Regions from separate parts of the Hordeum vulgare genome. Here region 2 is linked to region 1. Evidence: chromatin contacts called from public Hi-C data. All regions are on one chromosome and are shown on one strand. The core of a region is the stretch at or near the end of the contact, and the rest is flanking DNA. Distances in the headings are between cores, read along the strand shown. Region 1 holds the start of LOC123444379. Region 2 holds the start of LOC123444380 (probable glutamate carboxypeptidase LAMP1).

What was found. Hi-C and Micro-C count contacts between places; a contact is called where the count stands out from the background.
Region 2: a contact with region 1 is called in a Hi-C map of seedling, with 3 times the contacts expected there. The contact joins the promoter of LOC123444380 here to the promoter of LOC123444379 in region 1. A contact is called at or near these places in 2 of 6 Hi-C or Micro-C datasets (leaf and seedling).

What each region holds. Positions count from the first base shown.
Region 1 is chr3H:479,917,986-479,921,712 of MorexV3_pseudomolecules_assembly, forward strand. LOC123444379 reads right to left here and starts at 1,304. Exons shown (of 3, transcript XM_045121072.1): 1 at 1,166-1,304; 2 at 6-69. The coding sequence starts at 1,251.
Region 2 is chr3H:480,489,501-480,493,257 of MorexV3_pseudomolecules_assembly, forward strand. It overlaps LOC123444380 (probable glutamate carboxypeptidase LAMP1), which reads left to right and starts at 1,704. Exons shown (of 12, transcript XM_045121073.1): 1 at 1,704-2,846; 2 at 2,949-3,016; 3 at 3,330-3,411; 4 at 3,507-3,599; 5 at 3,694-3,757. The coding sequence starts at 1,755.

The DNA.
Region 1 (3,727 bases), core at 54-2,553:
CATACCGATGTATTGGATGATGCCGCCACTTTGTCCTTATCAACAGCAGTTTGAGAAGGAGGTCTACTCCTGTGTTCCAAAGCACAACAACAACATATTTACCATACTAGACAAGAAAGTAAACTGATGAGAAATTACAGTCAGCAGAAAGGCATGGCTGCTGCAGTCAACAGAACAAAATCGCTGCTCTTAGTAACCAGTGCGTGCAAAGCAAAAATGAATTGCAAAAAAGAATGAGTAAGGAATAAAAGGTTAAATGCACAATTTTCTGTATGGTATAAAATATTTTCATGCTGACTGTCAGTGCATCAAGTCATCAATTAGCATACGGTTGGTGCTATTCTCAATTCAGGCAAGGTACCCTCTAGTGCGTTCAGGTTGATAATGTCATTGAACCCAACGCTTACAATCACATACAGACACACAATGTAAAGTTAACTAACTGAATAGCTAGTTTGGTTCGATGAGTTAATGGTGGTATTGATTTGTCATAGCTATCCACAAAGGATCTACAGAACGTGAGATTGACTGCACCCAACCCAAGTTTTCAATTACAATGCACGGTCAGAGGAGTTGGACGAACAGAACCCTGAGCAAAATAGTGATTGCAATAGGGGCAGTTGATTTTCAAGCGTCAGAAAGAATTCACCACTGGGTACGCGAGAGTTGCTCGTTCTGTCATCAAATTACCCACTCCTCCACTCAATTGTGGTTGATACCCCAACCCAGCATATTGCCTGAAAAATTATATGTCCGGGACAGAAATGCAAAAGCGACCGATATTCGCCTCAATCAACAAGGTCCCTCTGGGAATATCGAGACTTTTGCCCAAAAATAGATAAACAAGCACATTGCCACATTCCAAAGCCCCTTTCAAAGAACACCAAAACCTAACGTACAGCGGTGCTCGGTGACAGGATCAGCTAGTCGGCAGGCTAGTCCGGAATCTTTACCTAAAAGAACACTACACCTGTAGCCACCCCACACCACTGGCACGCCCCACAACCAAGGTCGGAACCTTTGCGATTTCTTCCCAAAACTAAAGGACGGCGCAGCGGGATCGTGAGAGATTAGGCAAATCATCCATCAGATTGGGGAGTTGGAAGCACGCGGCAGTCACGCTGAGGATAATTGAAAGGGTAGCGCGGAAATGCGCGGAGGGTACCTCCGAGACGGTTCGATCTTCCGCCGCTTCGGTGCCGGCGGCTGCGCCGACGCCGGGGAACCAAGCTCCGCTTCCTCCGCCGCCATGGACTTCCAGTCTTGGTGGTTCGCAGGCCTGAGCCCACAAATACTTTGTTCGTCGGCCCGAAACGTAAGACCTCTTTGATAAAACTGCCTCTTTGATAAGTACGGCCCAATAAGTCCAGTAACAGAGCAATTGCGGACAATGCGGTTCTCCAAACGAATATCTGTTTCGGCTCCCGAGCTCATCTGATGAACACCGAGTTTAAAAAAAAATCCGACGAACACTAAAATAAAATAAAAATACTTCAAAAAAAATACTAACACAATTCGAAAAATTCCTGCTCCCTTCATTTTTAAATATAAGTATTTTTAGAGGTTTCAGTAGGATACTACATACGAATGTATATGGATATATTTTAAAGTGTAGATTCATTCATTTTGTTTCGTATGTATTCTTCTAGTGAAATATTTAAAATAAAAATATTTAGAAACAGAGGGAGTAGTTATTTTGCATGGGAAAAAAATAGTGCATGAGATCCGCGTCAAATTTCAACGCATTTAGACATCTAAACAGCTTTCAACAAAGAAAAAACCAAATAATAAGTGTCATGCAGTGTGACACGGAGCACACCGGCCATGTCGTTATTTAAAATTAAAGTTGCCATCCAAAAAAAAATCTAAAAAAACTGAAACTCTTCATCTGAAAAGAAAGTTTTCATGCTTAACAACTAAAGTTGGCATCCTAGGGCCACTAAACTTTCCATAAAACCGCTTTGAATTTGCCATGTGTTCATGCTACGTGTGGCACTTACCAGGGTGCACAAACAATAAACTTTTTCACAAACCCTAATTTTGTTGTTTGCTGAGAGCTGCTTGGATGTTCAAATGAATTGAAATTTTGATTTTACTGTTTATGGACAGGAGCAGATGTGCTTGGGAACCATTTAGCTGCTCTTTTATCCAACAACAAGAAGATCGAAGAACATAACATCCTTTTCACTCTAGCTATAGTATTGTCTACTTTCAAAATTTTGGTAAATCATTTTCCCAATTGTTGAGTCTTTTGATAAGATTTGTGCTGTTTTTTCTTCATCCGGTGTTGTTGCATGTCTTTTTATGCTGAAACTTTGACTTGCCAGTGTTTGGAATCAGTCGATTTTCTTATAGGCTCGAAGATCATTATCCAATTGTTTAAATTCTATGTGTTTCTTTTGTTATTTTTTATTTTCAACATGTTTTCCTTTTTCCTCTATGGGTATTTTTGAGCCGTTGGATGAGTGCAAATGCACACATACGAGTATTATGGAATAATTGTGTAAATTATATTAGTGTGCGGAAATTGCACTATTACATACTTGTTCTTTGTGTATTATAAACATTGCAACTTCAATGTAAAAGTTGTGTGCAACCTTTCTAAGTTTAATTTTATTTTCTTACTTCTAAATGGTAATATCAACGCCATTAATACATTATTTATTTTTTCTAAAAATGGATTTTTCTTTTAGTTTTTTTACTTTCTTTCTTAATTTCGATGTCACTAATTCATTTCTTCTTAGAAAACTATTTATTTAAAAATTAACTATTATATTATTATTTTGCATATTATAAAGAAACAAAATGTATCCATAAATTTTATCGTTATTTCTTTTCTTCTTCTTCAAGGGTAATACCAATGCCACTAACTCATCATTTCCTCAAAAAACATCATTTTTTGTGTGTGCAAGTATACATGCAATACTCCCTCCGTCCTAAAATAAGTGTCTTAAGCTTAGTACAATTTTGTACTAGATTAGTACAAAGTTGAGACAGTTATTCTGGGACAGAGGGAGTACTATGGAATGTGTATGTAAATTATACTAGGGTGTGAAAATTATGATATTAGTGCTCTTTGCATATTGCAAAAAGTGTAACTTCATGCAAAGTTGTATGGAAGTTATTTTTTCCTTAATTAAAGAGTAATACAATGTCACTAGTTCATTATTCCTTGCAAAACATTTTTATTTTTATTTTTGTTTTTATTTCATTATCTTTCTTCTTTAAGGGTATTATCAATGGCACTAGTTCAATCATTTGCAAAAGTTCCACCCTTATAAGCTTATTCTTACGTACTGTATAAAAGAAACTTATGTGTAAAGAAGTTCATTATGTTTTCTTTTCCTTTTTCATTCTTCTTAAAGGGTAATACCAATGTCACTAATGCATACTTTCCTAGAAAACTTTTAAAAATGTTTTTTTTGGTTATGTGTTAACATGTATCACGTTAGTTTGTCATTAGTCATGCCGAAACGCAAGTATCTATTGGTATTCTCTTTAATGCTTCGAAAGGACCGAGAGCATCTTTAAAAAATAAGCTGGCCCGAATAGATGCAACACTTGTCAAAAACACTTTTTCAGGCGACTTGCACCTAGTCGGTTCCCATATTTGTTTTGGGGGGCATCGTCTTTTGCCACAAAACTAGCAACTCCAATTCAGAAACTGATAATGTTTGCAAAAATTGTGTCCCCCCTAGATTGTGACAACATGTATGGCTACTACTGA
Region 2 (3,757 bases), core at 454-2,953, 570 kb after region 1:
CACATCACATACAAAAGGATCAACACAACAACACACATGATGGCATGAATGATATGGATGCATGAATGCAAAGGAAAAACAAGACATGAGCACATGAAATAACACATGGAATATAGCTCTCATAGCAATGACATCATGGACCCACACATGGCAAGGTTCCAAATATGGCAAGTTACACTTGGGGCATTACACAATACCTCCAAAAGCTTTAGAAAATTGCCGCCGAGCCCGAGCACGTGCCCCAGGGTGCCCACATGGTAAATTCGCCCTTGCATTTAACTCCTCGTTGGGTTCGACACTCTTACTTATCAAAAAATGCTACAAGCGATCCCTTACACTTGTGGGTTGTTAGCTGACACTCGAGCGGAAGAAGGAGATGGCCGGCATTGCTGCCCACTAGCAGGCCGACAAGCAGACGGAGGACGTCGACGCCTCAATGAAGGACACGACTAACAATGACCCAATGCTGCCCTCATCTTCCTCCTCCGCCTCGCCACCCTTTTCCTCCATCATGCCTTCCTCGTTGGTGCATTGCACCATGACCATCTACGAGGCACGTGCCCATTACATGGACATGGTGTGGGAGGAGCCGCTCTGGGAGGCGCGAGATGACGCTGCCTACAAACACCTCCTCCTCGAGGAGCACCTGCAGACGGAGGAGCGGCTCGGTGTTGGCAGGGCGGTCGCACCCTTCACGGACCTGGCAGAGCAGGAGGCGCTGCTGGAGTCCTACCACTCCATCTGCTAGATTCGCCTCGACCATTGGCGGTACCGGCAACGTTGGCGGAGGTGGTGTCCGCGGCCAAGGACGGCAACGAGGAGGAGGGTGTGTCGTCGTTCGGCTAGACCAGCGACGATGAGGAGGACAACACCGAGCCCCCCCCCCCCAACGGAGCCGACACGTCCACACACGCTGCCGCACCAACGAGGAGTAGTGCACAGGAGGTCGCATCTGCTCTGTAAGGCCATCGCTCCTTCCTTCCCGTTGATGCCAAGCTTGGTGGGTTGAACAACGTCGGTTGATTAATCGCTTGGCGGCGACGTGGAGGTGGGCATCTGTGCTTGACGGGTCTCCAGAGGAGGAGATTACGGAGGCGGAGCTGCACAAGGCAAAGCTTCAATTCTTGGGTTTCATGGCTGGACATGGAGAACGGGCGTCGGCAATAATTTAAATTAGGTATTAATTATACCTTTAGAGTCAGATTAGGATGTACATGTAATGAAATACATCGTGTTTGCATGAAATTCGGCTCGTTTGAGTTGTTATCAAAATGTATATGGCTACAGTTGAATATCGTTTTTTCGCATTCGTGTCCGCGGACTGATCCCTTGTGCATGAACGGATGCGGAAATGAATTTATGAGTTGCCGATGCCCTTATATTATGGGACGGAGGGAGTAGGATAGATGAGTATGTTCATAAGTTTCCAATTGTTTTTACGTTGTTCTAAAAAAAAGTTTTTACGTTAATACTACTAACGAATTTAAAATCCTTGGAGCGCAATAGAGCCTCAAATAATTGTAGCCATAAACACAGGTCCAATCCGAATCAATCCACGATTATTCGAACGCATTTTATATATAGAAATAGACCCAATAAAAAAATATCATTCGACGAACCACACGTCACGCTGTACCGACAGCGAAATATAGTAAAAGAAAAAGGCAGCCAAAGATATACTCCTATATAACGTACGTATATACTAAAACGTATCAGCGGAAGATAGGAAAACGCCACTCCACTCCACTCCGGCCATGCCGCACCACGCCAGCCGCCAGGCACTACCGGATTACCCCGCCTTGCCACTGCCGGACGCCGCCGCCATGCCGCCTCCGCACGGCGAAGACGACTCCTCCGCGCTTAAACCGCTCATCCCCATGGACCCCACCCCTCCTCCTCCCCGCCGGGCGACCGCGAGGCTCCACCTGCTCCCTCTCCTCGTCGGCGTGTTGTTCGCCACCTACTACCACCTCCTCGTCGCGCCCGCCGCGTCGTACTACCAGTCCCTCTTCCTCTCGCTGGGCTCCAACGACACCGCCGCCGCGCACCTGCGCGCGCTCACCGTCCGGCCCCACCTCGCGGGCACCGAGGCCAACGCGCTCGCCGCCGACCACGTCGCCTCCACGCTCTCCTCCCTCTCCTTCCCCACCCGCGTCACGCCCTACGACGTCCTCCTCTCTTACCCCGTCAGCCGCTCCCTCTCCCTCTCCGCGCCAGGCCGCAACGCCACCGCCTTCGCGTTGGTCCAGGACACCTACCCCGGCGACCCCTACGCCGCGGCCTCGGCGGAGGTCGTCCCCACCTTCCTCGCCTACGCGGCGTCCGGCTCGGCCGCCGCCGAGGTGGTCTACGCCAACTACGGCCGCACGGAGGACTACGCCTACCTCGCCTCCCGCGGCGTAAACGTCACCGGGAAGGTCGCCCTCGCGCGCTACGGCAAGGTGTACCGTGGCGACATCGTGAAGAACGCCCGCGACGCTGGCGCGGCGGCGGCGGTGATATTCACCGACGCCAAGGACTACACGCCGGGGAAGGCCTTTCCGGACGGGCCGTGGATGCCGGCGACGGGCGTGCAGGTGGGGAGCACGTTCAAGGGGGTGGGGGACCCCACGACGCCGATGTGGGCGTCGTCGGAGGGGTGCGAGCGCGTGAGCGTCGCGGAGGCGATGGCCACGGACGACATGCCGGGGGTACCGGCGCTGCCGGTGTCGGGGAGGGACGGGGAGGCGATACTCCGGCTCACCGGCGGGGATGTCGCGCCAAAGGATTGGCAAGGCGGCGACGGCGACGGCGTGCCGGTTTACCGCCTCGGGCCCGGGCCGGCGGTGCTCAATCTGACCTATACAGTAAGTAAAGTTGCTGTCAAGGAGATGAGATAGTGTCTGCCTATGCTCTTTTGGGTTCCACTTCCTGACTGACTTGAGTGATGCTTGTGTGTTTCTTTCCAGGGGAATGAGACGATAGCTACTATTCAGAATGTCATTTCAGTGATTGAAGGGAAAGAAGAACCAGACAGGTAAGTAAAGCTCGCCACGTTTCTCCCTTTTCTGGACAAACCGCTCACCGTTTGCCATACGCTTCACTTCAATGGGGATTCCACTTCAGTGCCCAACAAACCCCGGCCCCTACTCTCAGCAAGAAATTCAGTATAATATATATTTTTTTAGAGGTTCCATTAAAAGACTAAATACAGATGTATGTAGACATACTTTAGAGTATAAATTTATTCATTTTACTCTGTATGTAGTCCTATATTAAAATCTGACTTGTATTTAGAAACAAAGGGAGTAGATAACTACATATCCGGTAATAATCATCACCACATACAGGTATGTTATTCTTGGCAACCATCGCGATGCGTGGACATTTGGGGCAGCTGACCCAAACAGCGGAACGGCAGCCTTGCTTGAGGTATGGCAAATTCAGTTGCTCTATGCCACCCCTTTGTTTTAGTCTACTAATGATCTGGAGGAACACATTGACTTCTTAATTACCACTGAATGTAGCTAGCTCAAAGGCTGTCTAAGCTACAAAACAAGGGTTGGAGACCTCGTCGAACCATCATTTTGTGTAATTGGGATGCCGAAGAGTACGGATTGGTCTGTCTCTCTCTCTCTCTCCCTCCCTCTTCCTTGGACTATTATCAAGCAGGTCACCTGTCCTTTTCATACTAACTTCTTTACAAAATTGCAGATAGGATCCACAGAATGGGTTGAAGAGAACAGAGCAATGCTAACTTCGAGAACTGTTGCTTACC